2 separate regions of the Oncorhynchus mykiss genome follow, and region 1 is linked to region 2. Evidence: chromatin contacts called from public Hi-C data. All regions are on one chromosome and are shown on one strand. Each heading gives the region's core, a stretch centred on a gene start, on an enhancer-like site or on the middle of the called end of the contact. The rest is flanking DNA. Distances are from core to core; before and after follow the strand shown. Region 1 holds the start of LOC110535557 (rho GTPase-activating protein 12). Region 2 overlaps LOC110535557 (rho GTPase-activating protein 12).

Region 1 (3,849 bases), core at 169-2,668, 66 kb after region 2:
TTGTCCCAGTGGTTCTATTGGAAACAGAATAACAGATGTCACCAAGGCTGTGCGGTAGCCAACAACATGTGCATATAGGCCTACTGCTGTTCAAATGTTTTCCCAATTGTAGTTGTAAATTGGTGTGTGGATGGGGATAAGTAATGGTGCAAAGACGCATTGCATTCAACAACTTGGCAAAGCAAAAACATGGATTTAATATCTTTGAGGTTGTTCTTTTTTTGTAGAACCACCTGCAACTGGAAACGGACATTTAACCGAATCAAAAACGAAGAAAGTATCGCCAAGAAAAAAATGGTTAGTTTATAAATCTATGGCGGTGGTTTCTATGGGGCTTTCCTGTAACGCCCAGTAATGGACACCAAAAATCATGTAACTAGGCTCCAGCAGACCTGCTCTGACTTGGAGCCAAGGCAAGGTCTTGGGTACCTTTCAGCTTCTCATTTACATAACAATGGCTAACTTTAACACCGTTTCACAAAGCAACAGTCTTGAATGATGGAGGTTGTTGATTCTGCTGGCCAGTCTTGTATTCCATAACTCCCTGGTGGAAACACAATAACACTAGAGCTAACATTAACATAAAACACTGGCGACACGCTGGTGTGGTGGTAAGTCTAGATGGAAAAGCACCATTCAAATACAACAAAAGGAGTTTAATCCATATTCAATTTCAACAAAAGACCCCGACGAGACAAACGCTCATTCCCAAACCAGGAAAGTCTGGCTACTGCCACTAATAGCCACTAACGTTTAGTCGTGCAGGAAAAAAAGATCCCTTTAAGAAACATTTGACACAGATGTGATTCATATCAAACTATTAGACCTGTTGGAAATAATCTGTTTACCAATTGTAGGCTACCTATGCTAAGAAAGCAATGCGTTGTACAAAAATGTAGCCAGTGTATCACGTGAAAAACCACGTACATACAACCAAAACAATATTGGCACCCCAATATCACCCAGCGTTGTAGCCTAAATATCAAAACAGAGCTCACGTTTATAAATATAGTTATGTTACTACACCACAACAACAGTAGGTTCTAATGCACCCCTCTGTGAAGGTACTCGAGGTCAAAGAAACCAAAGTAGCCAGTCGTTTTTGCAACTATGCATTACAACAAGGTAACTCTGGAAGTAACCAATAACTATCTGCGGTCTTGCGATGAATGATGTAACGTAAGCCTACACACCTTTTTAATGGTATCTTCTTTCTCTTCAAAGAATAAGCTGGCCAACGGCGGTTTGTTTTGTGCGGAACTTTTCCTCCAGATATATCAGTGATCTTAGCTGCTCCAGTACGCGACTCGAGTACGCTATCTCTGTATTCAGTGTTCCCAATCCCCCGCCTCGTTTTCACTCTGGCGTGGTGCTGTCGCTTGTGAGCGCTGGTTTGGTCGGTTCTCCCACCCTGGCTGTCTGTCTGCCTGTCTGCCTGGCTGTCTGTCTGCCTGTCTGCCTGCCAACTTTGATGGACGATAGGCTACTCCTGGCATGCCATCTGGTGGTCAATAGTCTCACCTAGTGGCAATAGGCTACCACTTGCTTTCCTTGAAAGCTATTCTACCAGTCTTAATTTTGAAAATAGGTTATTTGTTCAAAATTACAGTTTAATTTGTAACAAATGTGGTTTATTGGTTTAGCCTATAGGCTACTATATCCCATGCCACATGTGTAACGTGATGGGGTTGATATGGGTCTCTCTTAGTTGCAATGATCTGACAATTGAAAAACAATGGTCTGGTGATCATCAAGACAGCTCCATAAAGAAAGAGCTCCTAATTTACCGTCTCGGTTTCTTGAGTCACCATCGGTTACCATCTCAAGCCAAATCTGTGACAGACGTTTCAAGACTGCCCCACAATTATCTAATGATTTAATAATAGATTACGGGGGATTTGGATTTGTCCAAATGATCCGCACCCAAAATAAATCAGCATTCTTTCTAAGAAAAGCCAGTCCTGCCAAAGCTAAGTAAAACAATTACTGAAAACATATCACCAAAATGTACAATAGCTTGTTTTTCCACTCATCAGATTCCGTTATTTGATAGTGTGTGACTGTACCATAGCGTGCTCTGCTGGTGTGAATGGGCCAGTGCATCCAACGGCCCATTTACCTGCTACAGAATGCAGGTAATCTACTGGTAGGGCTGGGCAATCAATGCCATGAGCAACAAGCATTTTTAAACTACGTGTACTATTACCAGACAAGGGTGTAGTCTTGACTCAGTATGATATATGGACCCCATCCTTTCCATGTGATACAATCATAAAAACTCCAACCAAGAGGCAACATTCACTTTTAACAAAGAAGCAGGTTTATCAACTTCCACTGGCCTCCGAGTTGGTGATTTTCCTCTCCGCTTCGCTTCTCAATTCATTGATTTTGGAAAGCAAGGTTGGAGAGCGTTTCCTTCCTGTTCCCGATGAAACAAGTTGACCACGATAAATGAGTAAGCAGTGCACGGACTTCTCTCTTTGAGACTTTATTGGTTTCAACTCTAGGGTAAAATCTTGGGAACCAAGGCTACAGAAAGCACTTGAGGATAACGATGTGCAGAACACTGCAATGCATTGATCTCCCTAGGGTTATATATAAAATATACACACACAATTTGCATCATACACAGACAGTGCCGACCATCGTAACCTGGCCAGACCACAAGCTCTCAGACAATCATTTGGTTATTAGTTTACAAACCAAAGACAGAACAACTCCGGTTATGCTTCGCTTATGTGTTTTTCCTTTTGCAGAAAAGGAGCAGAATCGGTATTTGAGCGGTCCTTTATGGCAGGTACAGTTATGACACTTTATGTATCTTGGATTACAATTCAAAAGTGCTTCAGGCTAAAATTTCAACTTCAAATATCACACATGACAAACCAAAAAGTCAGGAGACTGATTCGTTAGTTTTAGTTTGTTTTACTTTTTTTATAATGCAGGTCCCACTCCCTCACCTTAAACCTTCTTCACAATAACTGATCCATATTGCACTCACTATAGTCAGGTCTGTACAGCACTGGGCTATACCAGACAGTCTTCGCAGATGCTTCAGTTTTACACAGTATTGGGAAGGAAGGACAATGTTTTGGATCATTTCATTTTCTAAGCAATGGAGGATACAAAAAAAATAGTCAAATCAATAACGGTAAACAAAAAAACAAACAATTTAGGTAGTTAAAAACAAATGGCAGCGACTAAAGCTTTCATCCTGCCTACACACCAATAAATAACTCAGATGCCATCTATCGACTGTAGCTAGGGGAGGATGGCGTTATGAAGATTGGTGACTGCGTGGACAAGACAGGCTCCGTTCCTACATCCACATTAGCATCCCACTTAGAATGTAATCTTGTTAACTAGACACAATTAGAAGGAGACAAGGTTACTTAGAATGAAGCAATGCATTGGCTAGTTTGGGCATGTGAGTGTTGACGCAGATCCCAATTCACCAGTCCCCCAAGCAAACCCCTGCATACAAGAGGCAGGTGTGCAGTCATAAAATGAAAAAGTTGGGCTGCTGAAGAATTTTGATGACAGATTCAGACACCGATGAAAAAAAGTTGAATAGAGAGGAAAAACAGAATCACTCAAATGTATGCCCAAACCACACAACTACACAGGCAGTAGGCACAGAAACAAGACACTATGAAACTCATGATTGGGCTAAAGTGAGGGGCTCATACGAGTTCTCACAAACTACTACACACTAACCAAGGGAGAAAAAAAAGCCATTTCTATATTTTTGCCGGAGAACATTTGTTTAAACGTCATCTTCGATATAGAGCATTATCTAACATGTCCTTGTGATAGGCGAAGTAGAGGGATACGCTGGCATAGTGACAC
Region 2 (3,416 bases), core at 893-3,392:
TTCATTTAACACAGAGTCACACTCGCCCCGTTTCAAAAACCCAGGGAGAGCTGCAATAGGACGTGGACTACCACTGGCCAGACCAGTCACGAGACCGCTCCCTTAAGCCTCAACACCCGAACTCCTTCCACCTTCTGAAACCCAGGTGGCGTCACACATCTCTGCGTGTCTGGCAGACATCTCAGCTTGGATGACGGCCCAGCATCTCAAGCGCAACCTCGAACAAGACGGAGCTGCTCTTCCTCCCAGGGAAGGCCTGCCCGCTCAAAGACCTCTCCATCACAGTAGACAACTCCATGGTGTCCCCCCCCCACCCAGAGCACAAAGAACGTTGGCGTGACCCTGGACAACACCCTTTTGTTCTCTGACAACATCAAAGCAGTGACTCGCTCCTGCAGGTTCATGCTCTACAACATCCGTAGAGTACGACCCTACTCACACAGGAAGCGGCACAGGTCCTAATCCAGGCACTTGTCATATCCCGTCTAGACTACTGCAACTCTCTGTTGGCTGGGGTCCCCGCTTGTCCACCCCTGCAACTTATCCAGAATGCCGCAGCCGACTGGTGTTCAACCTTCCCAAGTTCTCCCATGTCACCCCACTCCTCCACACACTCCACTGGCATCCAGTCCAAGCTTGCATCCGCTTCCAAGACCCTGGTGCTTGCCTACGGAGCAGCAAGGGGAACTGCCCCTCACTAAATCAGGCTATGCTCAAACCCTACACCTGCTCCCGCTCAGCCCAGTCTAAGCTCTTCTCTGTCCTGGAACACCAATGGCGAAACAAGCTTCCCCCTAACGTCAGGACAGCAGAGTCCCCCTGCCCATCTTCCGAAAACATCTGAAACCCTACCTCTTCAAGGAGTAACCCCCCCCCCCAAAAAAAATGCGCTTGTCTTTTCCTACTGATAACTACTTTGCTAGGGGAAAATTGTTAACACAGACCTTTCATTAACCGCTCCAATGTCTGCTAAATGTCTAAAATATAATCATTAGGCCCCAGGGCCACCTTTCAGAGCAGTTGTTGATACGTTAGGGGGACAGATATATTAGGTAGACTGTAGATCAGCGGCAGGGGTCAACATGATGGGTTAAACGTCCTCTGTTGGATCCAAACCAAACTCTTTTCTCCCTCGCTTTACAGCTCAACTTCAGCTCTAACTGTATCGACAGTATGCTACAGCAATACAACCAATGGAATGAGGGTCTGTTTCGATGGGGCACCCAAGGAGTGTGTTTACATACCTCCATCTCTCCTGTGCCATGGGGGTCTCCCCGACTACTACTGGTACTGCAACTCGCATCCCGTACGCGGGGCGGTTTCCACGTGCGCTCGCCGCAGGCTCTGTTATAGTAGAAGTGTCTGCCGGTGAGGTCCTTGTGGGTCTCCCAGTCACCGAGGACATGCAGTGGGGAGCTTGAAGGAAGGGGGGGCAGGCTGGACTGGGAGATCTTCAGCTCCTGGAGGTTGGTGTAGACAGGGGACTCGGGCCGGCCCTGCCCCGCCGGAGACGTCGTCTGGAAGGAGGGAGAGATAAGAGTTTTTCACAAGCGACTAACCTTTCCTCTCCAACAGAGTAGCATGGCCAGCACGCACTGGCTGGAGACGTTCCGTTAATGGAGAACTATGGAGGTGCATTACAGAGCGGAGAAGTAGGGGAGAGGGTCGTTTCGGACCACAGACCACAGTGATACAATCTCCACGGCAAAGCAGGAAGTAGAAAGAGGATGCATGGGCAGCTTTGGCAAATCAGAAACATGTGGTACGGACGGACGTTGCAACATACTCTAGCCATCTGTTCCTAGCCCAGTGTCAAAACAATGCTGCATGGCATCCAATATCTATTCTACATACTTCCAACTGTAGCCAAGCTATTCATTGTTAGGCCAGTCAAATGCCTTATTTTGATGCAAAATCCATACACAAATAAAAACTACTGTGCATTACAACACAATTCAAGATTTAGCATTACTGGACATTGATTGGCCATAATTGGGTATAAATACAATGCCCACATTAGGAGATGGAGAGAACGATTTCAAGAATAAAAAGCAGAGGGTCATTAGCGCTATGAAGGAATATAAAGGGGTGTTTGAAAGAGGAAGTGTAGGCAGATGAGAGACAGCACTAGAAGGAGGGTTTCCTGTCTCTCATCAATTAAATAGCGAAGCGTCTGCAGGGATATCCACCGTCAATCTCACTGACAATGGAGAGGAGACAATTAACAAACCTCTCAGCCTGGAATTTAAAACGGAATATCACTCCGTTGAAACAATAGTTCAAAAGAGTGATATTCCATTTGGATTCCAGGCTACAAAAGCTCTAAATGCTACCTTCAGACTAAACATTGGACACACAAAACAGGCTTTTGGCTGAGCTGTTGTTTATGATATTGTCAAGAAAAGAAACGAAAGACGGCATGTTGCATAATAGCGGTGCCATATTGCTGGCGTGGTGCTGTTGAACCTGTATTTTGAGGAAATGTGCAAAACGCTAGTATATTTAAGGTTGGGGGAGGAAACTGAAAGTTGGCTCAGTCAACAGTTTTGCATGCCACACAGTCTGGCCTATACAACAACACAGACAGGATTTCCATGACTACTGAGAATCAAATGTATTACTGCAGAATAATATTTTGGGTTCGGAATAAGATTGCGAGGTTGAGGTACAGTCGTGGTAGCCAGACTGCCGTCTCTGGTGTGGGCCAAGGGTCAAACCAACATTGTGTAAAGTGGCCATAGTCATCACGTAGATAGACCTTCGATAGAAAAGCACCTGACTGGACCCCATGGGTCAAACACATACCGTCAGTATGTCAAATAGTTGATTTTGTGTGTACTTTACAATGGAACCAATAGAATAGTCCCAAAAAGTGCAGGTGAGGAATGCAAGAGGAAATGCGACAGAGATTAGGGAGGGGAGGGAGTTGGAGTAAAAACACCGGACAGCACAGCCAGACAGACATTCCCTGGAATGGAAACAGATGGGGCTTCCTGCTTGGCCTGGAATAATAGGAATATAATCCAAAATATTTATTTAATATCCTGTAGAGCTGCGCTGGAACAGAGTGAAGTTTTGCACCGGGAGAGGCCCCGTTGCTTGTCCATTCAGTGTTCTGACTGTAGCATTGGTAGCAGACGTCGGCAGCTGGGAGTAAAGACAATGAAGAAGGCTCTTAACCGAAACGTCGGTGTATGATTCTAGTGAAGTACAGTAGAAAATAAAAAATACAAGTTCTTTGCTACATCTTTTTGTGTGGGGACCTGCTATATTTCCAGCAGCTGGGTGTCAGTCAAAGAGGCCCAAACACAAGTAATAGCAAGGCTAATTCTACATTGAAACTCAGCTGTCAAAAGGCCAAACTTAGTAGGGGAACTGAGAATGAGAACTGAATGATAAGAGTCTATGGAAATCAA

What was found. Hi-C and Micro-C count contacts between places; a contact is called where the count stands out from the background.
Region 1: a Hi-C map of liver shows a contact between it and region 2, with 7 times the contacts expected there. The contact joins the promoter of LOC110535557 here to the enhancer-like site in region 2. A contact is called at or near these places in 2 of 3 Hi-C or Micro-C datasets (blood and liver).

Annotation. Positions count from the first base shown.
Region 1 is chr11:28,360,321-28,364,169 of USDA_OmykA_1.1, forward strand. It overlaps LOC110535557 (rho GTPase-activating protein 12), which reads right to left and starts at 1,419. Exons shown (of 16, transcript XM_036935292.1): 1 at 1,194-1,419. LOC110535558 (kinesin-1 heavy chain) reads right to left here. Exons shown (of 25, transcript XM_021620626.2): 25 at 2,473-3,849.
Region 2 is chr11:28,293,744-28,297,159 of USDA_OmykA_1.1, forward strand. It overlaps LOC110535557 (rho GTPase-activating protein 12), which reads right to left. Exons shown (of 16, transcript XM_036935292.1): 3 at 1,245-1,517. Among protein-coding and RNA genes, the nearest start is that of LOC110535557, 66 kb to the right of the region's middle. Within about 2 kb of position 2,143, at least 2 of the 11 cell types and tissues checked have an H3K27ac peak or open chromatin away from gene starts, as enhancers often do.